4 separate regions of the Mus musculus genome follow, and regions 1, 3 and 4 are each linked to region 2. A link is a contact called in public ChIA-PET and Hi-C data. All regions are on one chromosome and are shown on one strand. Each heading gives the region's core, a stretch centred on a gene start, on an enhancer-like site or on the middle of the called end of the contact. The rest is flanking DNA. Distances are from core to core; before and after follow the strand shown. Region 1 overlaps Vtcn1 (V-set domain containing T cell activation inhibitor 1). Region 2 holds the start of Man1a2 (mannosidase, alpha, class 1A, member 2). Region 3 overlaps Gm40106 (a long non-coding RNA gene). Region 4 has its middle 6.1 kb from the start of Gm40108.

Evidence for each region. A called contact is a pair of places that touch in the nucleus more often than the background predicts. ChIA-PET counts read pairs in DNA pulled down with a chosen protein or histone mark.
Region 1: a Hi-C map of cerebral cortex shows a contact between it and region 2, with 2.0 times the contacts expected there. The contact joins the enhancer-like site here to the promoter of Man1a2 in region 2. A contact is called at or near these places in 1 of 484 Hi-C or Micro-C datasets (cerebral cortex) and 4 of 115 datasets of contacts at active chromatin or transcription factors (the SCID.adh cell line, bone marrow-derived macrophages, embryonic stem cells and 1 more).
Region 3: an RNA polymerase II ChIA-PET map of memory CD8 T cells shows a contact between it and region 2, with 28 read pairs. The contact joins the enhancer-like site here to the promoter of Man1a2 in region 2. A contact is called at or near these places in 3 of 39 promoter capture datasets (liver, neutrophils and pre-B cells), 19 of 484 Hi-C or Micro-C datasets (B cells, the G1E-ER4 cell line, LSK cells and 15 more), 3 of 115 datasets of contacts at active chromatin or transcription factors (bone marrow-derived macrophages, embryonic stem cells and memory CD8 T cells) and 3 of 9 other capture datasets (adipose tissue, liver and pancreatic islet).
Region 4: a contact with region 2 is called in a Hi-C map of cortical neurons, with 3 times the contacts expected there. The contact joins the enhancer-like site here to the promoter of Man1a2 in region 2. A contact is called at or near these places in 3 of 39 promoter capture datasets (the C10 cell line, the HPC-7 cell line and pre-B cells), 1 of 15 datasets of contacts at CTCF or cohesin (pro-B cells), 18 of 484 Hi-C or Micro-C datasets (B cells, the Ba/F3 cell line, CD4 T cells and 11 more), 12 of 115 datasets of contacts at active chromatin or transcription factors (the 230-238 cell line, bone marrow-derived macrophages, embryonic limb bud and 6 more) and 2 of 9 other capture datasets (adipose tissue and liver).

The regions. Positions count from the first base shown.
Region 1 is chr3:100,847,297-100,853,640 of GRCm38.p6, reverse strand. All of the region lies in intron 1 of Vtcn1 (V-set domain containing T cell activation inhibitor 1), which reads right to left. Among named protein-coding and RNA genes, the nearest start is that of Gm32720, 24 kb to the right of the region's middle. Within about 2 kb of position 3,615, at least 4 of the 459 cell types and tissues checked have an H3K27ac peak or open chromatin away from gene starts, as enhancers often do. A contact at or near this core is called in cerebral cortex, where this site is marked.
Region 2 is chr3:100,682,349-100,689,143 of GRCm38.p6, reverse strand. It overlaps Man1a2 (mannosidase, alpha, class 1A, member 2), which reads left to right and starts at 3,671. Exons shown (of 13, transcript NM_010763.2): 1 at 3,671-4,583. The coding sequence starts at 4,282.
Region 3 is chr3:100,499,423-100,506,371 of GRCm38.p6, reverse strand. The region is part of intron 2 of Gm40106 (a long non-coding RNA gene); the gene reads left to right. It overlaps Gm12474 (a long non-coding RNA gene), which reads right to left. Exons shown (of 7, transcript XR_867500.3): 1 at 6,942-6,949. Among named protein-coding and RNA genes, the nearest start is that of Gm12474, 7.5 kb to the right of the region's middle. Within about 2 kb of position 3,446, at least 43 of the 459 cell types and tissues checked have an H3K27ac peak or open chromatin away from gene starts, as enhancers often do. A contact at or near this core is called in T follicular helper cells, memory CD8 T cells and neutrophils, where this site is marked.
Region 4 is chr3:100,899,498-100,906,219 of GRCm38.p6, reverse strand. No RefSeq gene overlaps it. Among named protein-coding and RNA genes, the nearest start is that of Gm40108, 6.1 kb to the left of the region's middle. Within about 2 kb of position 4,774, at least 2 of the 459 cell types and tissues checked have an H3K27ac peak or open chromatin away from gene starts, as enhancers often do. A contact at or near this core is called in cortical neurons, where this site is marked.

The sequences.
Region 1 (6,344 bases), core at 2,366-4,865, 160 kb before region 2:
GCCTAACAGTAGCAAAAGCAAATGTTCTCAGAAGAAACAAACTTTTTAGCCCAGATCTTCGAAGAATTTCAGCTGATAAAATTCTCACAGTAGAAGTTTATAATAATGTTAAGTCAGAAAATGCACAAGGAAAACACTACTATGCATAGGAATTGATAGAAACAAAGACTTGATTTTAAATCAAGACTTTGGGTCCAGAAATTATTAGATGAAAAATATAAAATAAGCCTATGTAATATGTTAAAATAAGTAAACAAACAAACACCAACTGACCAGATAGATTAAGGGGAAAAAATCTTAACAGATATTTAAAAGACAAGTCAAACCACCAAACAAACAAACAAAAACAAACGAAAAAACAACAACAAACAAGCAGTAAGCTCTGTGATAATGGCCCACGCCTTTAATCCAGCAGTTGGGAGGCAGAGGCAGGCAGATCTCTGAGTTCGAGGCTAGCTGGGTCTACAGAGCTAGTTTCAGGATAGCCAGAGCTACACAGCTACACAGAGAAACCTTGTCACAAAAACAAACAAACAAACAAACACAGAACCAAAACAAACCCAGAAAAACACAAAACAAATAATCAAAGCTTCCGTCAGGCTGAGGAATAGAATAGACACATCTAGAAAAGAGAATTAGTTAAGCAGGGCTCAGAGCTGAAGAAATCTCACACAATATGATACAGAGAACCCAAGAGAGCAAAGTTAAGTTAGGAAGAGATGCTAAGATATGTAAAGACCAGAATGGGGAATTCTATGTCTAGTGCAGGGCAGAAGGCAAAAGGAGAGATGAGGCAACATTGATCTCATTCCGTGTTTATGGGAGATCACAAGTCTTCGCGCGCAAGAAGCTCGATAACTCTCCAGTGGGAAAAAGAAAACTGTAGCAGGAGACTTCCACAGTGAAAACTGGAAAAAAAAAAAAAAACAAAAAACAACAGGAAGACCCAAAAGATTATGCACAGTAAGAGGATTGACAGGTCGCCTAGAAACGAATGTCTACTGGACCTATAGCTTACTTTCCAAAGTAACAAAGGAAACCAGGAAGATGATGGAATGCCATTAAAGTGCTGAGAGAAAGGGTTGTATATGATATGAAGTGTGCCTGCAACATGCATGAGTATTCTGGACACTGTTACGAGATAAAGAATTAGTACCCACCAGCGAAGCCTTGTGCCCGTCGGAGAGACTCCTATAGGCAGCCATAAGAGGTTAGAAGTACCATTTATTCCTCTAGCCAAGGTAGAAACAGCCTCCATGGCCACCCAGAGTCTTCCTCAGACATAATGGATGGGTGTGAGGAGCAAACCACAGATGAAGTGTGGCTGTCTGGGGACCCGAGGTACCAACACTTTGAGGAACGCACTGAAGGAAGCATCTCTCAGTAAAACGTAAGCAGAAGCCAACTGAGCATGCTCTCCTAGCCTCAGAAAATCAGGGCAATGTCCCCAAACAACACATAGCAAGGGACTGAAGGCAAAAGGGAAAATTTAATGGACTTATTTAGAAAATTAAGATCATGAAAACTAGAAGTTAAAATAAACTAACTACATATATAATAGATGAGTATAAAATATATATACATATTGACATATATACATATTGCTATGTAATGTATACATATATAATATATTCATCTATTATATGACATTATATATATATAATGTTTTTAGTTTGATTTTTTAAAATTGTTTTTATTTTTTTTAATTGTTTTAAATTTTGTTATTTATTTACATTCCAAATGCTGCCCCTCTTCCTGGTTCCCCCTCCAAGAGTTATTCCCCCCATCCCCCCTTCCCTTGTCTCTGAGAGGGTGCTCCCTTCACCCACCCACCCACCTACCTTCCTCACCCACCCATAGTTTCATCTTTAGACTTTGGATTGCCTAGTGATTGGCATTGGTGGCCACCGTTATCACCTTTTAAAAATAATCGTTTATTTTTACCATTGCCATCTTTTTAAAGGCTTAGGCATTGCTTTTGAGTTTAAGAGAGCAAGGGGAATTTGAGGTCCATTAAGAAACTCTCTTGGCTTGGCATCTTTTTCCTGATATATCACAGCATTGTGCATGTTGTAGACACAGTAAAAATGTTAGTTCCCTTCATGTACTAGTTAGGTTCCGGTCAACTTGAGACATCTGAAAGGGGGAACCTCAATTGAGAAAAATGCCCCCATAAGATCCAGCTGTATGGCATTCTTAATTAGTGGTTGATGGGGAGGGCCCAGCCCATTGTAGATGGTGCCACTCCTGGGCAGGTTGTCCAGCGTTCTATAGGAAAGCAGGCAGAGCAAGCCATGGGGAGCAAGCCAGCAAGCAGTGACCTTCCATGGTTTCTATATCAGCTCCTAATATCAGATTTCTGCTCTGTTAGAGTTCCTGTCCTGATTTTGGTGATGTGGAAATGTAAGCAGAATAAATCCTTTCCTCCCCAGGTTGCTTGGGTCTTGGTGTTTCCTCTCAGCCATAGTAACCCTGACTAAGACACTGTACATCTGACAAGAGACAAGAGCTAGGTCTGTGGATGTGCAGAGCACACACTTCAAGGCTTAAGAGGCAGAGCAGGGAGGGGAGGGGAGGGGGAGGGGAGGGGGAGGGGGAGGGGAAGGGGGAGGAAGGAAGAGTTATCCAGAGATACTAAGAAGCAGATTCCACCGGGGCCTGAGAACTAAATAGGACTGAAAACATGGCTTCTCCAAACTTCCCTTAGTCTAGAAACCTATAAGCTTTGCCTCTCACCAACCCAGAGATAGAATAGCAATTAATCAGCTCTGTAGTTTTACATTTCTTAGTCTCATCCACTCTTTAGGTATATCTTATTTGAAACAAGGACAAAAAGATACTCTCATCTTTTAATAAAATACATCAGTTCTGGCAGACCCTGGGCCTGAGCCTCTCAGGAACGTTCAGTGTCTGTAGCAGACAGCCCAGGGCTTCAGAAGAAAAGAGGCCAGGATGACTGGGGCTGCTGAGCCTTTTCCTATCCAGGCAACCCTCCAAGTAGCTCATGCAAGTCATAGACTCCTGGCAGACGTTTTCTCAGACTTCCATCAAAATCGAAATCTAGTCGAGTTAGGGAATTTCACACCGGGGTCAAGGTGGCGTTCCTTGTGTGGAATTCACTGCTTTGGACAGTGGTCCCCAGTTCAAGGCACCAATTTTCCCAAAAAAATATTGAAAAGAGTAGGGCTTTGAGATGTAAGCCATTAAGAGAAGGCACAGTCTGGACTCAGTCCTGGCTTGATTTCTGGGCTACATTGTTGGCTTGAAGGGACAAGAGGCTGAGGCAGCTGATGTGAGAATCAGCTTGGTAAATGGGAAACTCAGGGCTGCACAGCCCGAGCCCTCGGTGTGTAGGGTGGACAGACAGTGGGACAGCTCCAGGACCCAAGGCGGCAGCAATGTCAACTGACACCTTCCCTTCAGGTCCCTGCTCCCTGCCTCCTTCTCTTCCAGCTCATTGTTATTCAGAAGCAACTTCTCAGGCCTTCTCAGCATCTCCCTTGCTAGTTTATAATGCTACATTTTATGTTGGGATTGGAGGCTAAGACTATGAAATGGACTATTTATTTTAAATCGTGCGTAGGAAGTAGAGATTGGGTAGAGAACAGTGTGGGAAACGAGTCGAGAGATGTCATGCTCAGGGCCTCTCCTCATCACAGATGTCCCTTCTACGTTCACCAATGCACACGGAAGTCGAGAGCAGCATAGTGGGGCATGTCTGAGCTATCCAGACCCCAGATGGGCCCTGTTTTAGAAATCCCTAGAGCAGACTCCAGGATGTTTACTGTTTTCACATTTGGCAGCTAGGATTTCTAGATGACTTCTCAAACTCTTAAAAAAGGAGCTTCGGGGGCGAAGAAGAGATGGCTTGGTGCTTAAAGTATGTGTTGTTCTTACACAGGACCCAAGTTTGGTTCCCAGAATTCTATGTTGGAGAGTGCACAACCTTCTGTAATCCCAGTGTGTGTGGAGTGTATGTGGAGTGTGTTTGTGTGGAACATGTATGTGTGTTTGTGTGTGTGTGTGTGTAGTGTGTGTGTGTCTGTGTATGTATAGTGTGTGTGTGTTGGTCTTCTGGACTTCACATGTGTACCAGCAGTCCCAAGTGCACATACCATATACAGGCACACACATATAATTAAACTAAGATAATTATTTTTTTTTTAAATGAGCTTTTTCCTAGCCACTTTCATCAGTTAGACAGTGTAGCTGCCTCTCTGTAATTTGACTGTGTGTGTGTGTGTGTGTTTTCCCTTTCAGGTATTTAGTAACCCTTTGCTCCTAGAGGCACCCCATAGCTAGACTTCAGCCTCCTTTCTCTTTTGCATGTTTCCTCACTCTAGATAATTTCTGAGGGAAGCTAACGGTAGCATCTCTGGGTCCTCGTTGTGCCCGGCACAGCTCTCCCGTTGGACGTTACCACACTGTGTGAAGTGATTTGTTTCTACATCTGAGTCTCCTCTGATCTCAGGAGTTTGTTTGTTTGTTTGTTTGTTTATGAGCAAGAACTATATCTTTTTACTTGTGTGCAGTATGGTGTTAAATTTAAAATTTTGAATTGGGGTTCCAATATACAATAGCTGCTGCATGCTTTTTAAGCTCATTACATAGAGCTTAAAAGGGAATCTTTGACGCGCTCCCGTAATTCTTAGCCACATCACTCAGACAAAGGATATAAAAAGTGTTCATGGTAGGAAGAGAAGATTAGTGAGCATATTTCTTTGGAGAATCTTTTTTATTTCCTGTGCTGTGAGAACATCCTTCTTTCTCTCCCCAACATACAGATATGTGCATTAAAGAGCTCGTTAGGCATTTCTCATGAGTCAAGCTGGGGGAAAACATGAATTAGAACCTAAATAATACTTGATAATGTTAATGTGCTCTATAACAGATAAGAGAGGGGAAAGTGGGAGACAGAGAGACAGAGACAGAGACAGAGAGACAGAAACAGACAGAGACACACAGAGAGATGTGGGGGTTGGGGGAGCAGGTGGCGGGAATAGAGATCTCTGCCTGGAAAGTCAGCGCTGTCTTACGCAGCAAAGCACATGGGTTTTCCCCGCAGGCTGGACATCCCAGAAGGGTGTAGCCAGCTCACCAATAGGGCACCTGGGAAAGGGGGCTGACGTAGTGAGTCATGCCGAAGTGAATGTTCAGGGACTCAGGGGCAGGGAACCGAAGAAGACAAATTTTCATAAGTGGTCTGACTCACCCAGACATCTGAAAATGCTGAACTGAGCTAACATTAGCTAAACTCAGTGGCACACACCATCTATTTCAGGTAATGTCTCCTAGATGAAGGAAGGAAGGAAGGAAGGAAGGGAGGGAGGGAGGGAGGGAGGGAGGAAGGAAGGAAGGAAGGAAGGAAGGAAGGACGAACCTTGGGTAGGATTGATTTGAACAGTTAACTAAATATACACCCACATTTAAGGTCATATTGTGTGCTGGGAATGTAGCTCAGTGGTAGACGCTTGCCCAGCACGTGTGTAAGCCATGAGCTTGTTCTCTAGTACTGCCCCTCACAAGCTCTTAGCTATCACATACAAAGAGATTCTTTTCAAGATCCACAGAACTTATATTGTAACCACATAGACTCCAGATATCTTGTGACCCAGTTGATGATGCTAAATCAATCAGGTGAGTGTGACACTTTGAAAGCTAAGGCAGTGTTACAAGTTCAAGGAAAGTCTGGGAGACCTAAAGAATTTCAGGCCAGGCATTTACTGAACAAGATCCCATCTCAAAAACAAAGCAAAAAGAATAAACATCAACACAGCAGCCACTTTATGTGAAGCCAGCGAACAGCTAGGAAAATGCTAAGAGGCATTATACAGGCAGTGCACAGGTGAGGTGGTTTGAATCTGCTTGGCTTAGGGAGTGGCACTATTAGGTATTTCCTTGATGGAGGAAGTCTGTCACTGTTGAGGTGGCCTTTGAGATCCTCCTCCTAGCCACCTTGAAAACGGTCTGCCCCTGGCTTTCTTTAGATGAAGATGTAGAACCCTCAGCTCCTCCAGCACCACATCTGCCTGGATGCTGCCATGCTTCCCACCATGATGATAATGGACTGAACTTCTGATTCTGTAAGCCGGCCCCATTTAAATGCTGTCCTTTATAAGAGTTGCCTTGGTCATGGTGTCTCTTTACAACAATGAAAATCCTTTTTTTTTTTTTTTTTTTAAAGATTTATTTATTTATTATATGTAAGTACACTGTAGCTGTCTTCAGACACACCAGAAGAGGGAGTCAGATCTCATTACAGATGGTTGTGAGCCACCATGTGGTTGCTGGGATTTGAACTCAGGACCTTTGGAAGCGCAGTCGGGTGCTCTTACCAGCTGAGC
Region 2 (6,795 bases), core at 2,422-4,921:
CTCTGATGTCTACTGTACATCAGTACATTCAGGCTTTGACTTCTCAGTGCAAACAAATGCTTGGGTTTTGTGTGCTTGCAGAACCAGCATTACAAGGTAGGAATCAAGGTCTGTTGAGTGTGTGAACTATATCTGAGCCTGCCTGGGCCAAGGTCGCCGAGTGCCTTGCTGGATAGTGACACGGACATGAATTCCTATGCAATTTTTTGGGCACCCTAACTCGCTGGCAGATCTGAGCACTCAAGTCGGGGCATGTGCTGACTTCCAAGTCCAGTGCTTTCATCTTGACTTCTCTCCAGGCAGCCTAACCGAGATGCATAGACTAAGATCAGGGAAAGGATAGTTAGCCAGAGGAAGGTTAGGCATGTCTGCATTTATACATCACCTAAGTGGGAAACTTGTGATTTCCCATTGAGCTAATGAGTTTTTTTTTTTTAACTATTATTTTGTGTGTGGATGTTTGCCTGCATATGTGTGTTATATATACACACACACATATATTCTTCTACACAACTGCAAGGTCACTGGTAGATTTATCCCCCAGTAGTAGTTCAACAAATTCATCTTCTATAAGGAAGCAAGCAAGCTGTACATCCTTAGGCCCAGAGTATCTACCTAGGCTTATTTGGGCTTGCTAACTTTCATGCAACTAACCTAAAAATTTCATAGCTTCGAACTACAAATTATCCCTGATCTTCGAGGAAAATGCTTTCTAGATGCAAATAGGAGTGGAAGGAGCAAGGCGGGAGCCTAGTTATTTCTCTAGGCATTCACTCTCGGAACACCTGGTAACTTCTCAGCTGACATCTTTCTTGGAAACCTTGGAAACCAGTTGAAATGCTGAAGGAACAGGTTCTGTAAGTAAATAAGAACCCAGCTTGTCTTTTTGCATTACCCCCTGCTTCTCCCCATCCCTGAGTTTTGCTTAAAATCGGGCTAGGTGATGATACTTCATCTAGGAAGCCTGGATCAAGGTCAAAACTGTTTTGTTTTGTTCTGTAAACAACGAAGAGTCAATATGAAGTTAATACACACGAGGAGCTCTGATATTGCAGTGCTTGAGTGGATCCCGGGAATGGTCCTATCAGTTTGAAACCTGGAAGGATACATTTTATTTTGTTAACATTTAATAATTCTGATCTCGTAAAATATGAATTAACTTAAATAGATTTGTAAAAGGGAAATTACTGTTTTATCTGCCACTTTGGAACCTTGTCTACATCTTTGATCAAAGCCTAACTAAGCTTTGAAAATGAAATATTCTCTTTAGGCATCTGAAATGAAATTCCTCTTTGTTGAATACTTACCCCCTACCCCCACCCCAGTTCACCTTCTCTGCTTTCTGTGGATTGCCCTCACATGGAGGGATCAGTCTGTGTTCAACCTGGTCTGACTGGATCCACCTCCTGAAATTTGACCTTCACTTTCTCAAGTACCATTCTTTATAAATTTTTAATTTAATTAATTATAAATGCAATGCAAACAGAACACATGGGGAAAATTATATATAATACCAATGTCTTAAGAGTTATAATCTTTTCTAAATATTTCCCTTTACTGTATTTATATGCATATTCTTATATACTTGTAACCATAATGAATACATTTGCAGCTTGTTTTTTAAAAAACATTCTTTTAACACCTTCTTTTTAGAAGTGAAAGAAAATGGAAAGGGGAGTCAGGGGAAGAAGACAGAGGGAGAGTTGGAGAGGTAGAGAGGGGAGGAGGCAAAAGGGGGAGGGAGCAAGAATTGGTAATGGTTTGGAGGCTAGTGTAGGAGTGTGACAAAATAGTTGGCTGTATTTGAGTATCTACAAAAATCTGTAAAATTAACACTTTAATCTCTCAGAGAAAAATAGGCAAGGACAAGAAAGAGGACAAGGCATACAGAAGACTCTTCATCAGCTATAAGTCTGGAACTTCCAATGTCACATTTGTAGAATGTTTGGTTTTGGTAAATTTTTCTTGCAGCTAACTGTAGTGTTAGCTAGGTAATAATAACTTCTCAAGGTTTATACAACTTGCTGTCTCGTTCAGAGGTTGGTGTTTTATTTCCATCTTCTCGTGGAAATGAGTGACCTCAACCGTCGGAGCACAGTGTTCCTTTTGGTTGGGCTCTCAACATTAGAGATCTATGAGACAGTCACACTGTATGAACTCCGCAGTTTCTAACATCCATTCACGTGTCTCACTCAAATCTCATTCACTTTGGATCCAGCGGTGGCCCTTGGGAACACGTTTACATCTTGTGCTGGCTTTATTTTGTAAACCAATGACTTCTTTTGTCCTGTGGTAGGAAGGTAGGGTTTGCAGAGCTTCTAGAAATGCCTAGTGGAATGTAGTTCTGAATCCTGCCAAGGGACATGAAGTTTTCCTTGATTTCTAAGGCTGACTTCCCACCCCTGCCATTTATGGGCCTCCTCTCCAATTGCCAGCTACCAGTTAGGATGTGTGCAAGGAACAGAAGGTAAATTTAAGAAAAAAAAAAAAAGCTAAATGCAAACTAGATGCAAGAATACATATGCATTGCTAAGAAGCCTATATTATACTTTATCACAACCTGGTTCTTCTCAATATTACAGATAACAGAATTGACTCAGATTGTTTCAAGCCTCAACTTCAACAATATTGTCCTTTTGGGTTTTAACACCTGCTCATTCATTCATCTTTGTTATCTTTGCGGGGGGAATGGTAGTGGTGGTGGTGAAGATGACTATAGAGTGTATATATAGTCTTGGGACTGAACCACCAGGAATCTCCTGTCTGACCTAGGTCGTCCGATTCCTCAGAAAGGAACCCAGTAGAAAGCGCAGGGCTGCCATTTTAACACGAATCCGGCACGTGGCCGGTGCCACCTCCTTCTTCAACCAGCCTCGCGTGCCCAAGAACGCGTGGAAGTTTGAGACCTTGATGTTGAACCCCGGCCCCGAGTCACTGATAACTGAGGGAGGCATCAGCCTTGGCCCCCGTAACCCGTCAGTCCCAGGAACCCCACATTCCAGCGCCACTTTCGCGATCCAAGCGCCTGGTCCTCCTCGTCCGGCCGCCGGGGCTTCCGGGGGCTCCGGGCTCTCGGCAGCGGCCAGGCCCGAGCGGCCCGGCGGGCGGGGGAGGGGCGCGGCGGCCGGGAGCGTGCGCGCGCACCTCACACTCCGCCGCCCGGGGACGCCCACTCGCGAGTCGGGGCGGCTAGCCGGGCCCGCGCCCCCCACGGCCGAGCCGCTCGGCCCAACCGGTGTCGGCCGCGCAGCCGCTCTGTTCTCCTCCGGCCTCCACAGGCCAGGGACCAGCCCAGGGCCGCGGACCCGCGCCGCAGTCAGCGCGAGCGTGCGAGCCACCCGAGGCCGGGCCCTGCCGGAGCCGCCCTGCGGCCGCGGGAGGCGCGGCTGCTCGCTCGCGCGCGACCGGCCGCCCTCCCTCCCGCCCGCCTCTCCCAGGCGGTGCGAGGAATGAGCCGGCGCCGGCCCCGGGCTGTCGGTCTGAGGGCCGCGGCCCGGCTACCTCGCACGCCGCCACCGAGGCGCAGGGGCTCGGCCGCCGCGGCTGGGCTCGGCCGAGAAGCGGGCGGCGGGGCTAGCTGAGGAGGAGGAGGAGGAGGAGGAGGAGGAGGAAGAGAAGAAGGAGGAGGAGCCGGGTGGGGGCGGCCGCTCGGCTGAGGAGGAAGTTCCGCTCCTGACAGAGCGCGCGGCGGCGCGGGCGCTGTAGTGTTCGGGACGCCGTCGCCCTCGCGGCCTCGGCTGAGGGTCGTCGCTGCTACGCCCGGCGCCGCTGCTTGGAAGCCGCGGAGGCTGCGGAGCGGTGGAGCGGAGGAGGCTCCGGAGGGGACCGAGTGGAACCGACCTACTGCAACTCGTCGTCTTCGCCGGGCGCCTCCCGGGGCGGGCAGCCGCCTCTGAGCATCGCGCCGGGGCGCGGGCATGGCAGAACCCACCTTGCAGCTTCTCTGCGGTGTGGCTCGCCCGATCCACTCTCGGGAATGAAGAGGAGACTCGCGATCATCCGGTGAGGCACCGAGAGCCAAATGGCGAGAAGATCTGACGGGACAGAAACCAACGATCGCTTGGGAGGTCACCCGGGCTTCTGGATGTAATCGGAGAGCGTGAAAGAGGTGGCCTCGTAAATAATAATAATAATAAAAAAGCACAACAATCCTTTGAGAGGAGGGAAATTGAGTTTATTCTTTTTTTTTTTTTGGCCGAGGTTTTGAGAAACGGTTCGATGTGTTGTACGTTTGATATAAGATGAGAACTTTATAAAGTATTCCGTCCAAGAGCCTAAACGATGACTACCCCAGCGCTGCTGCCCCTCTCTGGTCGTAGGATACCACCTTTGAACCTGGGGCCGCCCTCCTTCCCACATCACAGGGCTACCTTGAGACTCTCCGAGAAGTTTATCCTTCTCCTCATCCTTAGTGCCTTCATCACCCTGTGTTTTGGGGCATTCTTCTTCCTTCCAGACTCTTCAAAACACAAACGCTTTGATCTGGGCTTAGAAGATGTGTTAATTCCTCACGTAGATGCCGGCAAAGGAGCTAAAAACCCCGGCGTCTTCCTGATCCATGGACCCGACGAACACAGACACAGGTTCGTTTGTTACTTAAATTATGGTACTTCCTTTTGGGAGAGCAAGGTACAGTTCACTGCTTTCTTGTCTCTCCCCCCTCCCCCTCCTGCCCCTGTGAATGATCAGGGTGTTGAACGTTGTTGGTTCAGAGCTGCCTGGGTAGAACCATACATAGACTGGAAGGACTCCTAGGGTTCCTTGGTTTTTCCCGGCAGAACGAAGTGTTCAGTCAGACTCTTCTGCTGTGGACAGCAGGGAGCGGAGATACAGGGAGTCAGCATGCGCGTATTGAGAACGTGTTTCTGCCTTTCTGCCACCATGTGAAGTCACTGAATCTTGACAGCTTGCTAGACTTTGCTCAGCCACCAAGTCCCAATCTCTGGCTTGTGCTCTGATTTTTTTTTTTTTTTTTAAATGTTAAAAGGTGGGGTGTGTATATCCCTAACCATAATTTGGCCAGTTATTCTGAATTGAGCCCTTGGCAGGGTATAATCAAGATGAAATGAAATGGAAGCTCTGCTTCCAGCCTTTAAGTCATTTCTAGATCTTTACCTAAAAGGAGACTTTGGAGACAATTCGCTTTTTCCAAACACCTCTCTCCTCTCATAAGCTAATTCTTGAATGTGTGAAAGAGAAGTATGTATGAGACTTCACCCGAATGGTAGAACCCCTGTAGAAAATGGGTAGTGGTTTTAACCTAGTGTGAGGATTTTGAAAAAGCCTAGGTTCAAATGTGAGCCTAAGTTAAATATTTGGGACAATACACTATTGTAATGAGGGCGTTCTCACTTTGTCTGTGAAGTTAATAATTACTTGCTTGCTAGTTCATTGACTTTTGGCCTTATTGGAGTACTTCTAATAATACAGTTTCATACCATTTTTCTATACTTTGGGATATTTGATATTTTCAACTTACATACTTTAAGAGGTTTTTCTTTAAAACTTCCCTTGCTTTGTAACTGTGAAAAACCTTACTTGGTCTGGGAAATATTTGCTGAAAAAGAAACGTTGTTTTTCTGGACCTTATTTCCCATGGTATGTATATATGATGCAATGAACATTTGGGAAAAAAATGTTCAGAGCTTTTTGACAGCAGTGATGTATTAATGTCATTTAGCTATTATGATCTGCTGTCGTGTACTGATAAGTGGCTTCCTTTATATTTTATATGGGTAGAAGTTTGCAAATTTTTACTTTAAAATTGATATTAAGAGAGTTAAGAAAAGTTCTCAACTAGTTGAAGTTAAAATACATTCAAATGAAAGTGTGTTTATGTTCATTGTACTGCACAAATTCAAAAGAATCGTTTAAGTCTCATAAGTAACAGTTCTTAAACTTTATAGCCCAGGAATATACATATATTAGAGCCCAGGAATATGTGTGTATTTATTGTTACTCAGAACCCCTGGTTCCTGAGTTTGGCAGTGGGAACAGAGTTGTAATGGCCAAGGGGTGGTTATTGAGCTGCATTTTCAGCTTGGGATAGGAAGAGTCAGGGTGACGGAAAGGACACTGTGCTGTTGGATTTGCTTGCCTACCAGCTCAGAGAATCAACTCCTGTGTGGGGAGTTGAAGCAGTGAAGGAGGCAGTGCTAACGCTGGCTGTGGCAGGAACAGTTTGTGCTGCTCTTTGTTTACACTTTGTTGTTGCTTCCTCTCACCTGAAAACAGTCTGCTTGGAATAATTTTACTTTGAGCAAGGAATACGTTTAAAATGACAGAAACTAATGTGCAAATATGATCTTGATTAAAAGTAATTCAGAAAGATAGTCTTATAGAATTATTTGTAACTAAGATCATACTTATTTTGTGTGTAGTATCTTAGAAGGTAAAAATTGTGTTATGTGTGTGTGTGTTGTGTGCATGCTAGGGACAGGGTTGGGGAGCCTTGCAAATGGAGGGCATTAATTCTTGTTACTAGTGTTTAAGAGATACTCGTTGGGATAATGTTTCTTTCTGAATGCATAGTTAGTGTAGTACCTTGGTGTTTTAGTTCAGTTGTTAGTCATTTTACACTGACTAAAATTTGTGAGTTTTTTGTTTTGTTTTGTTTTTTGAGCCAGTTTTTAATCAGCTCAAATTGTTTCCTCTGTATGACAGCGACATCTACTTTATGGGCTGTACTGAATGAGATAATACGTGCGAGTCCTTGATATAGTTCACAACTTCAGCCAGTTGTCAGGGAGACTTAGGTTATTATCACTTATAATTGGAATGTTTGAATTCTGACTT
Region 3 (6,949 bases), core at 2,197-4,696, 180 kb after region 2:
TGCCTCAGAGGCTGTGGGGTGTCTGGAGGGGCCTCTGCACGTGTGAAAGTGCATTTCCTCCTTTGAGGCCAGCTCTAGATCCAGGTGGCCTAAGCTTGAATCCTGATTCCTGGACTTCCTCACTATGTGGCTCTGATTTATTTTCTTACCATATGAAACCATTGATTTGACTTTCAGGAAGTAGGCCTTGGTAGTCCCTCCAGTGCACAGTGTGTACACAGTAATTGCCAGTTACTACTGAGAATAACATACACAACCCCTTGCATTCTCCGAGTTTGTGGCCAGATTCAGCCTGAAGGGAATAAGTGGAGAGATAAATGTGTCTGACCAAAGCAAACCTAACCCTAGATTTAGGTTGTCATATCTATGTGATGTGAGAGGGACCCGCTGAGGCTAGATGAAGAGACAGTCCATCTTCCAGGGCCAACCCACACCCTCTGGCTGGTATTGACATGTGCCTCCAGTGGCCACTAAGAGGCCATCACTGATCTTCAGTGAATATCGCTGGAGAGCAGGGACATGGTGGTGGAATGGACCCAGGCTGCTGGTCTGCCCCTCTCAGCCATGTTTCTTCTATATGATGCTAGGTAATTTTAGAATCTGTCAACATAGTGGCAAAAGATGCAGGCCAGGCTGGGCGGTCTGTAACCACACAAGTGGGTGTCCACGGAGCTGTCCACTCTGCCATTCACTGTCCTGGCATCAGGAAAACATCACTAATGTTCTTGATTCTGGAAACTACATCCTCATCTTGGACTTTCTCCATTACCACCAACCCCAATGTGCTTGGATGGTTGCCCTGGGGAATTAGCTCAGTGCAAAACAAATAAAACTGTATTTTATTTTGGGTCATTGGCAACAAGATGGGTTCTAACTGCTCACTAGAGTCTGTTCAACTGGAAGTGGGACCAAGCATCACTTCAGGGAACCACAAAGTTTGACCTTCCACCTGGATGTACAGACTGTAGAAGGATCATGTTTCAAAGGGTTTTACATGCTCTGCTGTATGAATGTGAACACCAAAGCTCATGCTCAGAGAACAGAAGCAACTTGCCCAGTGTCTTCGTTAAGATTTCCATTGCTGTGAAGTAACACCATGATCAAGGCAACTCTTATAAAGGACAATACTTAATGGGGCTGGCTTACTGGATCTGAGGTTCAGCCTATTATCATCATGGACGGACACAGCAGTGTCCAGGCAGACATGGTGCAGGAGAAGCTGAGAGTTCTATATTGTATTCAGAAAGCAAACAGAAGAATGGCTTCTAGGCAGCTAGGAGGAAGGTCTCAAAGCTCACCTCCACAGTGGCACACTTGTCCCAATAAGGTCATACCTACTCCCCCAAGACACACCTCCTAATACTGCTGATTACTTCCAGGGCCAAGCATATTCAAACCATTACACCCAAGGTCACATGACAGATCTGGGAACCAGAATGAGACCCACATCCCTGAAGCCCAATATCCCCAGGCCAATCCATCCTCCAGCTGGTTTCCAGGGGGCCACAATTCTTGAACCGTTTCTCTCTTTTTCTCTTTTCTTCTCTTTACTTTTCCTTTCCCTCTCTTCTTCTCTCCCTCCCTTCCTCTCTTCCCCCTCCCTCTGTCCCCTCCCTTCTTCCCTCCTCCCCCTCTCCCTTCCTCCCTTCCTTTCTTTCATTCTATATATAGATTTTTGGAGACAGGGTTTCTCTGGGTAGCCCTGGCTGCCTTGGAACTCGCTGTGTAGACCAGGCTGGCCTCCAACTTAGAGATCCACCTGCCTCTGCCTCCTGGCATACGCACCACCACTGTCTGGCCTCTTGGATGTTTTCATTTGCAGTGAGGTAGACACTTGGTGACTCTGAATTCCACTTGTGAGAAACACCTATTCTAAAAGGACATCTGATAGCATAATAACCTTTACTGTCATTAAGGACAGTTGTTTTAGAGGATCTGAACCCCTAATCCTTGGAGATAAATTCTGCTTAGTGAAATGCAGAGTTGTTCAGCATAAAGCAGCCAGCTTCCATCATTAACCTACATGAAACTAGCCAGACAGCTGACACGTCTCTCAGAAAGTCCAGGTGTCTGACTACACGGAGATCTCATTTCTCCCACAGCTGGATTCTGGTTCATAGAGCAATACCCGAGAGTCTAGAAGCCTATGGTTTGAGAGCATACACAGTGTTTTCATGCAAAATCTGAACGGCTGTAGCCATGCGGGGGACAGGCTTCCTGCTGACACGCTGTTTGAGGGTCCTGAAAGGTGGTGTTCACTGAGCATAGCACTCAGCCATTTGAAACGAAAGCAGGAATGTTTGAGTGTGTCTGGGGTGAGTGGGGGAGGGTTGACTATTTAATAGGTAAAGCTTCTGACTGGGACAGTATAAGCTAGCATTTCCTTGGGACATTACAATTACTGTTACCCAATCTCGTGGCACTAGCCTGTTCTCTTGGAGGCTGAGGCAGGAGGATTGAAAGTTGTCTAGATTAGAGAGAGGGGTTAACATTCATTCCTACAAAAGCATCCTTTGATGAATGTAGATTTACCACAGATATCCACCCTTTCGTAGCAGCAATCAGTAACTACAGTAATGTGGCTTGTTGCTGCCATTTGCAGACAGAAGCACCTTGGGCCCTTTATTTTCACAATGGCCTGACAAGGCTGACATTCGTATTCCCATCTCAGCAGAAGGAATAGAGACACAGAGTAAGGAAGTTGCCGAAGGCAGTACAGAAAACAAATAACAGAGACAGATTGTGAACCAACCCTGCCTTGGGAGGTTCTCATGCAGCCGTAGCTGGCCTTGAACTTATTATGGAGTCAAAGATGACCTTGAACTTCTGATCTTTCAACTATCACCTTCCTGGTGTTAGAACTACTAGCCTGTACCACCATACCTGGTTTTTATATAGAACCGAGGATCCAACCTAAGTCTTCACATGTACTAGGCAGGCGCTCTACCAACTAAGTTCCTCCCAGCCCTGAGATGAGGTCCTGTGGATCAGAATATGGGGAGACCAGGAGTATTCATTTAGACAAAATGTCCCTACATTTTGGAATTCCATGTAACTACAGGATAGGAGTCTCGGATCTGGACATGGAAAAGGTGTCTTCTAGATACATATCCCCAGCTCTCCCTTGGCCTCAAGGGTTTTAGAACCCTGTCCTAAATGAAGGCAACAACTTAGTGTTGATCAGTGGGAGCACCACCCAGGGGAGCTCAGCACTGTTTCTAAGCCCTTCTCTCTAAGGACTGACGTCAGAACCAACTGGACCCTACATCAAGGCTCTCCTGCTTCTGCCCAGAGCCATCCTTTCTCATCACAGAGAGCCACTGTCCTGACTACGAACAACGATCAGTGTCTCCTGTCACACATACATAGTATAAGCCATTCCCTGACTCTGTGGCTTTCAGTTATCCACACCATCCCAGCCCCCACCACTACCTTCTAATGATGTAGGGAAGGGAGGTATGTGGATCTGGGAGGAGTTGAGGAGAGGGAGGACCATGATCAACATAAACTGTATGAAAATTTCAAAGAACTAATAAGAAAACCAAGAAGAAAAATGAAGGAGGGAGAGGTGTGACCTCAGCCTTGTTTACGTAGCCGTGTGCTGCTAGAAGGTTCAGAGAGGTTTCTAAACCCTGTAACAGGAAGCCTGCACCCCGGGGTAACTGGCCACGAAGTTAGTCAAAAAGGTTACAAAATTTTCTCTGTACAGTCTAAGAACACCAGGCCTGTGATTACTTCAGATTCGGTCAGACAAAACAAAGCCCTTGGGTTGGGCGACAAGCCTTGACAGCTCACTGGCACTAGTACCACAGTCTTTTGCTTTAAGGACCTCAAGCTTGATGTGAGAGAATCTTTGAATAGTCTAGTCAAAATAAAACAAGTGGGAAGCTATGTCCCAGGCTGGCGAGGACCTCAGATGTAGCACTTTAGTCTGCTATGCCCTGAAAACCTATGGCTAGTCCAACTGTGAGGCCTGGGGCTTCTGTGAAGGCACTGGCTTACCTCTGTGGAGGAACAAGTCCCTAGGACGTTCTTTGGATAACTGCATCCATTCTGCACTCTGTCACCTGACCTCCTCTGTCCCCTCAACTGATCACATGTAGCAGAGGGACAGCCAACATGCCAACATGCTGCTAACACCCTCTCCACTGAATCCTGTGTGTGAGTTTGAATTTTAGGTAACAAAAGCATTAGGGATGTGGTCTGAAAGGAGAAGCCATTGACTATCATAGAGTGGGGAGTGTGTTGGTCCCAAGTATGACCAACATACTTTAGTTCCCCAATTGTATCCTAGATCCTGGAGGGTCACCTTTCCTTTGTCTTTGTCACCTTGGGACTCCAGTTTCATTATCCAGTAACTTTAAAAACTGTGTCATTGTCCTAACCACAAGGTCATTTTGTCACAACCTAAGGCAGAGTCTTTCACCAGCTGTGGTCCTTACTGCAGTGGTGGCTGGTGGCCTCAGGTTCTAGATAGAATAGTGATTCTCAACCCTCCTAATACTGCAACCCTTTAATACAGTCCCTCATGTGGTGACTCCTAACCATAAAAATTATTTTCACTGCTACTTCATAAGTGTAATTTTACTACTGTTATGAATTATATTATGAATATCTGTTGTTTTCTGATGGTCTTAGGTGACCCCTGCAAAAAGGTGGTTAGATTCCCAAAGGGGTTGAGAACCACTGAGATAGATGGATGGACGGATGGACGGACAGACAGATGGGGAAGGAAAAGATACTCAGGAGGCCCTATGATTCTTTCATTCACCTCATGGGTTACTTGAAAGAATTCTCACAGTCACCTCAAGATACATGGAGGGGCTCCCTATTCTCTGTTTAAATCTGATGCCCCAACACAGTAATTTGGATACTCAAACCCATTCCTAATTTACCCACAGCCAGGCACTCAGTGTGCAGCATGCATGGTGACCAGGGTGGACTCCACTTAGCAATGGATCTCTGTCCTTTAAGATCTTGGGATATCTGGCAGAAAGTCTTCCCTCATGTCTCAGGGAAGGGTGGGGTGGCATCACAGTAAGGTTAAGATGCCCTGGGTTGTGAGCACCCGACTCGCCAGCAAAGCAGACGCCACAACAGGACCCTTCTGCAACACGTTTATTGGGAGAGCATTTACTGCGTAGGCAAGAAGACCCCGAGCCCAGAACTGGTGCTGCTTATATAGGCCTAGGAGAGGCGTGTCTCACACCCAGATTGGTTATGCATTCTACCTCATTTGCATGTCTCTCATCTGATTGGTTATTCTCTCTCAGTAACTCACTGAGCCTCATTATCATACCTCATTTGCATGTCTCTCATCTGATTGGTTATTCTCTCTCAGTACCTCACTGAGCCTCATTATCATACCTCATTTGCATGTCTCTCATCTGATTGGTTATTCTCTCTCAGTACCTTGCAGAGCCTCATTATCATGCCCCAGGCCAGGCAGTAACTTGGTGAAAAACTTTACTGCATATGTACACATTTGTTGTTTACCCAAACTTATGCGTGGTTGCCAGGGGTAGCCTGTGCCACCTTGTAATGGCATCTGTGGCTTCCCACACTGGGTGCCCACAGCTTCTTACTCTTCAGTTAAAGGGTCTCTGAAGAGCCTTCTGCTCCAGGATGATACTATCAAGAGTAGTAGCACATCAGACAGGAAGAATACAATGAGATTGGTGGTTTGAATGAAATTAGGAGGTGTGGCCTTGTTGGAGAACATACGTCACAGGGAGTGGGCTTTGAGATTTTAGATGTTCAAGCCAGGCCCACTGTCACTCTCTTCCTAAAACCTACAGATCCAGATGTAAAATTCTTCCCTCCTTCTCCAGCACCATGTCTGCATGCAAGCTTCTCACCATGATGATAATGGACTAAACCTCTGAACCGTAAGCCAGCCCCAATTAAATGTTTTCCTTTGTAAGAGTTGCCATGGTCATGGTGTCTCTTCAAGGCAATAGAAACCCTAACTAAGACAGAGATCGTCTGGGACATTCTTTCACTTCTCAAGGGAGAAAACAGAATCTCATGGACAAAATTATTTTTGTTAAAAGTAATAGGGGACTTAAAAAAAAAAACCCAACAACTTCAGTTACCACATACCTACGGCCCCTGGATTAGCCATTTGGTCATTGATACATCCTGATGGGAGCGGCATCATCTATTGCATGACTTTTCCTGGGAAGCTGTGAATAAATGTTTATTTGCTCCTGTAGGACACCAATGAGAAACAAAGGAGCCTCGTTTGATAAGCCAGTGAGTTTATTGGGCTTGCATACGGGAGCATGGGTATTTATAGGAACATGAGAGACTCAGGCAGCTGCCTCGCCATAAGTCCTACACCAGTCGGGGTGACAGCCCAAGAAAGCTGCAGCTCTAGAGTTCCTTGCACAGATTGTAGGCACTTCTGCTGAAGAACATTTTCTCTCTCTGCAATGGTTTATTGCTCCTATGTAAAACTTCTGGAACTGGAGGGATGGCTTGGTGTGCCAAAGCACTTGTGGGATAAACCCGAGGATCCAATTTTGACCTCCAGACCCCACATGGCAGGAGAAAACCAAACCCTAAAAGCCATTCTCTAACTTCCACATGAACACTGTGTCATGTGCCAGACAGACAGACAGACAGACAGACAGACACACAGACACACACACACACACAGACACAAACACACCAAAAGGAAAAAAACAAAAACAAAATAAAACTTTTGGTAGGTGCCTTGTAAGTCTTGTCTTTTGAATGTTCTGGGCTTGGATAGTGTCCTCAGTTTTCCTGCATTTTAGAAGCCCCCTCCTCCCTTGGGGTGGGGGCAGTTTCAATTCAGAGGAATGGTCTTACCTCAGTATCATCAGTTCATTATCAAGGTCAAATAACTAACAGGAAGGAGCAGGCTAAGTGAGAATGGAGCCCGAAAAATATGACCTGGGAATGCAGACTCTCACCATAGTGG
Region 4 (6,722 bases), core at 3,525-6,024, 220 kb before region 2:
AACAGAACAGTTGGCTTTTACAATCATTTCCCCTCACCAACCCACAGCCCAGCTTTTAAGAATCTAGAGGCATATTTTGCCAAAGCATGAAGCCCATTTTCAGGTTGGTAGCTCTTACAGTTTCAAGAGCCCTAGACAGAAAGAAAATCTCCAAGCCAGCCTGAGTAGATTGCCATGTCCCGAACAGTGTATTATCAACCTTTAGTGGTCTGAGTGCTAATTGTCATTAGGCCCAAGAAAAATCTTCAGGCCAAAGTTGATGCAATTCTGATTCAATTGCTGACATAATATAATGTTTATATCTTTGTAGAATTTATTTATATGTCTAATGTTGGAATTCCTTGGCCATATGACACCACAATGGCCCTGTACGAGCTAACTTTTCTAAGAAATGGAGGTCCCGATACCTCGACCCCTGTGTGGGACAGAGATAACTCCAGCCAGTCTAATTTTGTTGCTGTATCTTTTCCTCCAGGGGCAAACCATATGTGGCTCCTACTCTTACATGCCACATAATTATGAGCACACACTAGGAAGAGGCTTTTAATCAGATCTGCTGCCAACTCCTCTAGCCTACCAAATCTTGTTTACCTTTCTAATTTTACTTTGTTCTGATTAGCTTGTCCCTGAGTAAGTACAGGGGCAGATGGTCCAAGCCATCTTGGAGTCAGAGTCACATAAGGAGATCTCTGGCATCTTTATTTAAGTTACAACATCCAGGGCATAAGGAGACTTTAAAGTAGGGCCAATAAGGATACCTCCCTAAAAGCTGGGGGAGGAGTATGTTTGGGATTTTCTTTTTAAGAAGCAGAACTCCTAGAAGAAGGTATAAATGATTCATAAGAATTTTCCCATCCATTCAATATCCCCAAGTTGTACAAATATTAAAAGTCTCCCAAGCATGAAACACATGGAGATCAAGACAGAAAATGGAAGAGCACGTGATGGCGATTGCATCACTGGGTTCGGTTCTGCCAGGTGTTTGTCCGGCAGCTGTGCTGGCTTTATGACATTTGTGTTCCCATTCAATATGGCTATGCCAAGTGAATGCTTGCTTCTCTCTTCTTAAAACAAGCTACTTACCTTTCCATCATACCCCAAGTATGTGGTCTTGGATTCTAGCCACACACATGCTCAGCTGTATGCATATGTGAACACACACACACACACACACACACACACACACACACACACCATGCACAGCCACAAACCAGAAGACATTTGCTGACAAGAAGTAAAATAACATTGAAAACCAAAAGATTTTATTGTGTTCATATTGGGTGTAATAAAGAGGCCCAGGGACCCTTCCAAGTCCATCTTTGGGGTTCTGATATGTTTTAGGTTTCAATAGCGGGCAGAAGCAAGCATAAGGAAAATCCGGGCAAAGTCCGCCCATAGCTGTCTCTGCTCCGGTTTGTTGGGCAAGTCGCCATAGCGGTGAGAACTCTTTTCCTGGGAGACAAGTTTGCCCTCTGGCTTCAGCCTTTTCCTTCTCCCGGCATGAGATTCCTGAAGGAAATCCCACTTTCTTGGGGTTCGTTGTTTCAACAGTGCAGCCTGTGTCTCTTTAGAGCCTCATTGCTGCCAATGTGGTCATGCACTGGGTCATGCAGGTGTCCTCTGCCGGTGCATGAACACGGCACCACAAGGTTGCCCTGTGTGTGCCTTCAAATCTATTGGTAAGTTTTTCTCCTAGTAACTTCTCTTTTATTTAAAGATGACATTTATGAATTGTGTGTCCATATGTGTGTATATGTGTGTGAGTGCCTGTGTGTAGAGGTCAGAGACCACATTTCAAGAGTAAGCTCTCACTTTCTGCTTTGGTGAGACAGGGTCTTTCTTGTTGGTCTTGTTTGACAGACCAAGGATTATCTTCTAGGTGAGCTTTGGGCGGATTCTCCTGTCTGTGTTGTCCATCTCACCCTGGGTCTGCAGAGATCATAGGTACAGACTACTGCATTTGACTGTTTTGGTTTTTTGCTGTCTTGGGAACTCACTCTGTAGACCAGGCTATCCTTGAACACAGAAATCCACCTGACTCTGCCTCCCGAGTGCTGGGATTAAAGGTGTGTGCCACCACAGGTTCTGAGGTGCAAAGGGCCCACAAGCTCTTTTATGATTTCATTATGTCAAGCTAGAGGTAAGTGTGTTTGTGGCCCATTTGTATGACTTTGCCTTGTATGCTCTTCCTTTTCCAGGACTTAGTGAGAAAAGAAAGGTATAAAGGCAAACCAACCAACAACCACAAACCAAATATCAGCAACAGCAAAATCTAGTTTCCTTTCTGAGAGCCCAAGGAAGGGACACTGTGATCCAAAGACAGCCCTAGTACTGCAATTTGGTTTGCTTACATGAAGTCCAACTGACCCTCTGACACAGCTCTTTTTCTTTGAAATTGAAGGCACATAGGTTGTATTTTCATCTTCTCATGACCTTTCGAGACCTTTTTCACAGTCTTTTGTAAAACTGAAAATAGTAAATGGTGGTTTTGGGAGGCCATTAGTCAGTGTAGCTCCCTCTGCAGCATCTATGTGCTGAGTCACTGTGCTGTTCCTCAGGTGTCTCAGGTAGACCAGGTGTTCTGTTGTTCCCCCACTGTTCAAACACTAACCATCCATTCTTGGTCAAACAGAAGAAATATAGCAAGACTGTTCATATGCTTGCTGGTATAATTCCCAATGCTCATTTGTCTAGCTCAGTATGTACAATTTATAATCTCTGATTTTATTAATACACACACGTATGTTACAGACTTTCCCCCAAAATTTATGTAATGAATTCTCAGCTCCATGTATACTTCAGTATGTGATTGTGTTGACTTAGGCCTTTAAACAGCTTCAGTAGTTCTCAACCTGTGGGTTGTGACCTCTTTTGGGGTTGCATATCAGATATGTGCATTATGACTCAAAATTACAGTTATGAAGTAACTGTTATGAAGGACAGTTATGAAATAATGATGCAAAATTACATACAAATAATTTTATGACTGGGGGCCAACACAACATGAGGAACTGTCTTAAAGGGTCATAGCATTAGGATGGTTAAGAACTGTTGGGTTAAATGGTGTCATGTGTGTAGGCCCTAATCCAGGGCGTCTGACATTCTTATAAGAACAGTGGGAGCCAGGTAGGGTAGCACATGCCTATAATTTCCACAATGGGGAAGCTGATGTAGAAGAGTCTTGAGTTCAAAGCCAACCTGGGCTACATTGTGAGATATAGTCTTAAAGGTGGGTGAGTAGAGAGGCATCAGTGGTTCACCTAGACAAAAAAATGCCATCTGATGACACCAAGAGCAAGAGACACCTTCCTGATAATTACAGTGAGGGGGATGTGGTGGACCTCACAGAGAGTCAGGAGAGCCTTGCAGGTTCACTGAGAACCCTTTTATGACCCAAGAGTGCACTGGGCATGCATGATTCAGGAGGCAGTGCAGCCTCCTGCAGGGAGAGGAGCTCTCTTTTCTTTTTCTAAATGAAAACAAACAAACAAAAAGACCCAATGGTCAAGTAAGTGATGGTGTCACCTGTCTTTAATCCCAGAACTTGGGAGACAGAGGCAGGTTTATCTCTATGAGTTTGAAGCCAGCCTGGTCTACAGAGTGAGAGCTGGTGCAGCAAGGCTACAGCATAATGCGTGTCTCAAAAAACAAACAAACAAATGAACAGAATTTAACATATAGAGTTTTAGCTTTCATTGTGATGTTTTCCAAATAGAACCTGTTTTGGGCTCTGGGGAGATGGCTCTGTAGTTAAGAGCACAGTCTGCCCTTGTAGAAGACTAGGCTTTGGTTTTTGGTACCCACCACATCAGGCTTACAACTGCCTGTAACTCCAGGGAATCTGACACCCTTTTCTGTCCTCCACTGACTCTTGCAAGTACTCAGTCATACACACACAGACATACTTTTAAGTAAATAAAAATAATGACCCAGCCTCTGATTTTGTTCTTCTTCATGTCCCCCCGCCCCATACGATTACACCTCCCCCTCCCCCGTGACCTTTCTTCTTCTTTAATGTTACCTGTGAGCTTTTGTTCTCTACAGTTCTTCTCATGGTCTCTAATCCAGTCTTATAGCTCTGCTCACACCACTTACCTACACATATACAAACATTAAAGCTTGGCGTCCACATATGAGTAAAAGAGACATTTGTTTTTCTGAGTCTGGGTCACGTCACTTAATTCGCTTTTTAGACCCATCAGTTTCACAGTGCACTTCATTTTTCTTCGCTGCTTTTCATTATCCATCTATTGGCTACGCTGGCTTGATTTTCTTACATTGTGATTTTCTTACGTAGCACAACTCTAACCTGATGTGATGGAATCCCTGTGGTAAGATGTGGAGTCCTTTGACAAGCCTTTCATAGACAGCTATAGATCTTGAGAGCAAAACTGAGAACTTCCCATGAATCCCCACACTTAACGTCAAATAAGAGAATGGAAGCCAGTGTTTATATAACATTTTGAGCTTTACCCAGCCCTCTGGGCATACTTGCAATTTCTCAGAAGGAGCTTGTGATGACAGGCTGGGGTTTCAAGTATGGCAATCCTATTGACTATGAGATTATGGTGTTATTTAAGCTCAGAACTTTTTATCCTCAGTGAAATGATGGTGGTGATGGTGGTGGTGGTGGTGGTGGTGGTTGTGGTATGAGGACCAAATGGTAAAGATGGAATGGAAGAAATATCTATTATGATGTCGATATATAGCAGGTAGTCACTTCCTTTCTGTTAAGATGGTTATTTGTGTCTGGTTTCCATAACAACTCCGTGTTTATGCAGGAGACATAGCATCTTGGAGTGTGTCCCATGTTGCCCAGTAATTCTTAACTCCATGTTGCACAGAAGCATGGTGGAAGCATGCCATGCCTCCTTGCTGAGAATCATCATAATGTCCCGAGCATCTCTGACGAGTTGAAAGCTTTGTGATGTTCATCCCTCATTTTCATTGCTCAATTTCAATGAAGAGAAACCGTTATCAGAGTATAGTGCACTAAGCTACTGAAAACAGCGTTCACCTGACTTGCCATGTGTAGCTGGGTATCAGGAAGTATCCTTTGGGGGTCTGGGTAAGGGGATGATGGAGAAAACATTGGAAATTCAGAGGCAGGACCCAGAGGACAGAGGGTTGGGAAAACTTTGGAAGGGAATGTGGGAGACACTGAACACAATTGTTTCTCAGAGAGCCTCCTTCAGCAGGATGTAAGTAGATCCCTGGGAACACGTGTTGCCTCTCACTAGAAACTGCTGTTTCTATGCTCCAAGCCTGATACACAGTCAGCCTCATCTACCTTGGGTACCCCCACTGGAGTCATATATGGCCATATGAACTATCTCATTGGTCATATTAAGCACCATAAAGTTCTAGAAATGTCTCTGTCAATAATAAACTAGTTTTCTCCCTACACTGATATGTGGACGGTTATAAAGGAAGTTGGATGATCGCTCTAAAGTAGACCAGGGAGAAAGGCCGAGGTCTTGGCGTGCCATGAAGAGCTACAGACTACATTCACCGAGAAGCACTTTTGTCTCATTTGGAGGAAATCATAGGGCACCAAAGTTTTCATGAAATGGTCATGTGTAGAGTTCTATGTAACAGACATTGTAACTGCAAATACTAAGAGCAATGCTTAGACTAGGCAATCAGATTTGAATGGAAGAGAAAAAACTAGCTGAAAGTCAAAACCAAGACTTAAGTTAGAGTGTTATATTTTTATTTTATTAATATTTTTGTGTGTATGTGTGTGTATATGTGTATTTGCATGCATGTATGTGTGTGTATATGTGTATTTGCATGCATGTATGTGTATGTATGAGTGCATGTATGTCTATGTGTGTGTATGAGTGAATGTGTGTATATAATATGTATGTGAATATGTGTGTGCACGTGTGTGTGTTCGAGCACACATACACACACTCACCATTGTGCTCATGCCTGCAAAGTCTCAACTAGGGTGTCGGACCCTTGGAGCTGGAGTTACAGGCAGCTGGAATCAAACTCTGGTCCTCTGCAAGAGCAACAAATGCTCTGAACCTCAGGGCTATCTCTCCAGGCCCCCAAAATTACGATTTTAAAACAGACAAAGTAGGGGCTGATGAGATGGCTCAGTGGGTAAAAGTACACACCTCCAAGCCTGATGACTAAGTCTGGTCCCTGGAACCCATATAATGGAAGGAGAAAGCTCATCCCCACGGGTTATCCTCTGACCTCCATGTGTGCTGCCCCCCCCCCCCAACTGAATCAATGGAAAGGGTTTTGTTTGTTTGTTTTTAAAGAAACCATCAGGCACTCACATCATGTGGAGCAGTGATGTCTTCTACCAGGTAGGACTCTTGGAGTAATAGCTACAGACCTCTCTTTCCAGGCTGGGACCCAACTGCTGTGTTTCTGTGTCTAAAAGTTGCAAGCCGTCCCAGAGAGTGCTTGCCTGTCCCTTGTTTATGCTCCAGCCTCTTCAAAGGCTGTCTGGGTCCCTATGTTGATTTAATCATCAGAGTCAAGGGACTTTAAGTGCAGGAGGATGAAAGGAATAGATGCTATTTTTATGATAAATGACACAGACTGACTAAAGATGGAGTAAGATGACAGTGTGTTACACTGCTCCGAATCAGGAGGGAAGCATTTTTGCTGGTCCTTGAGAGTAGATGAGATTTAAAGATGGAAGAAAAAAATAGCCTATGTATTATTACTGATGACTTCCAGATCGAAACTTCTGGGGATGA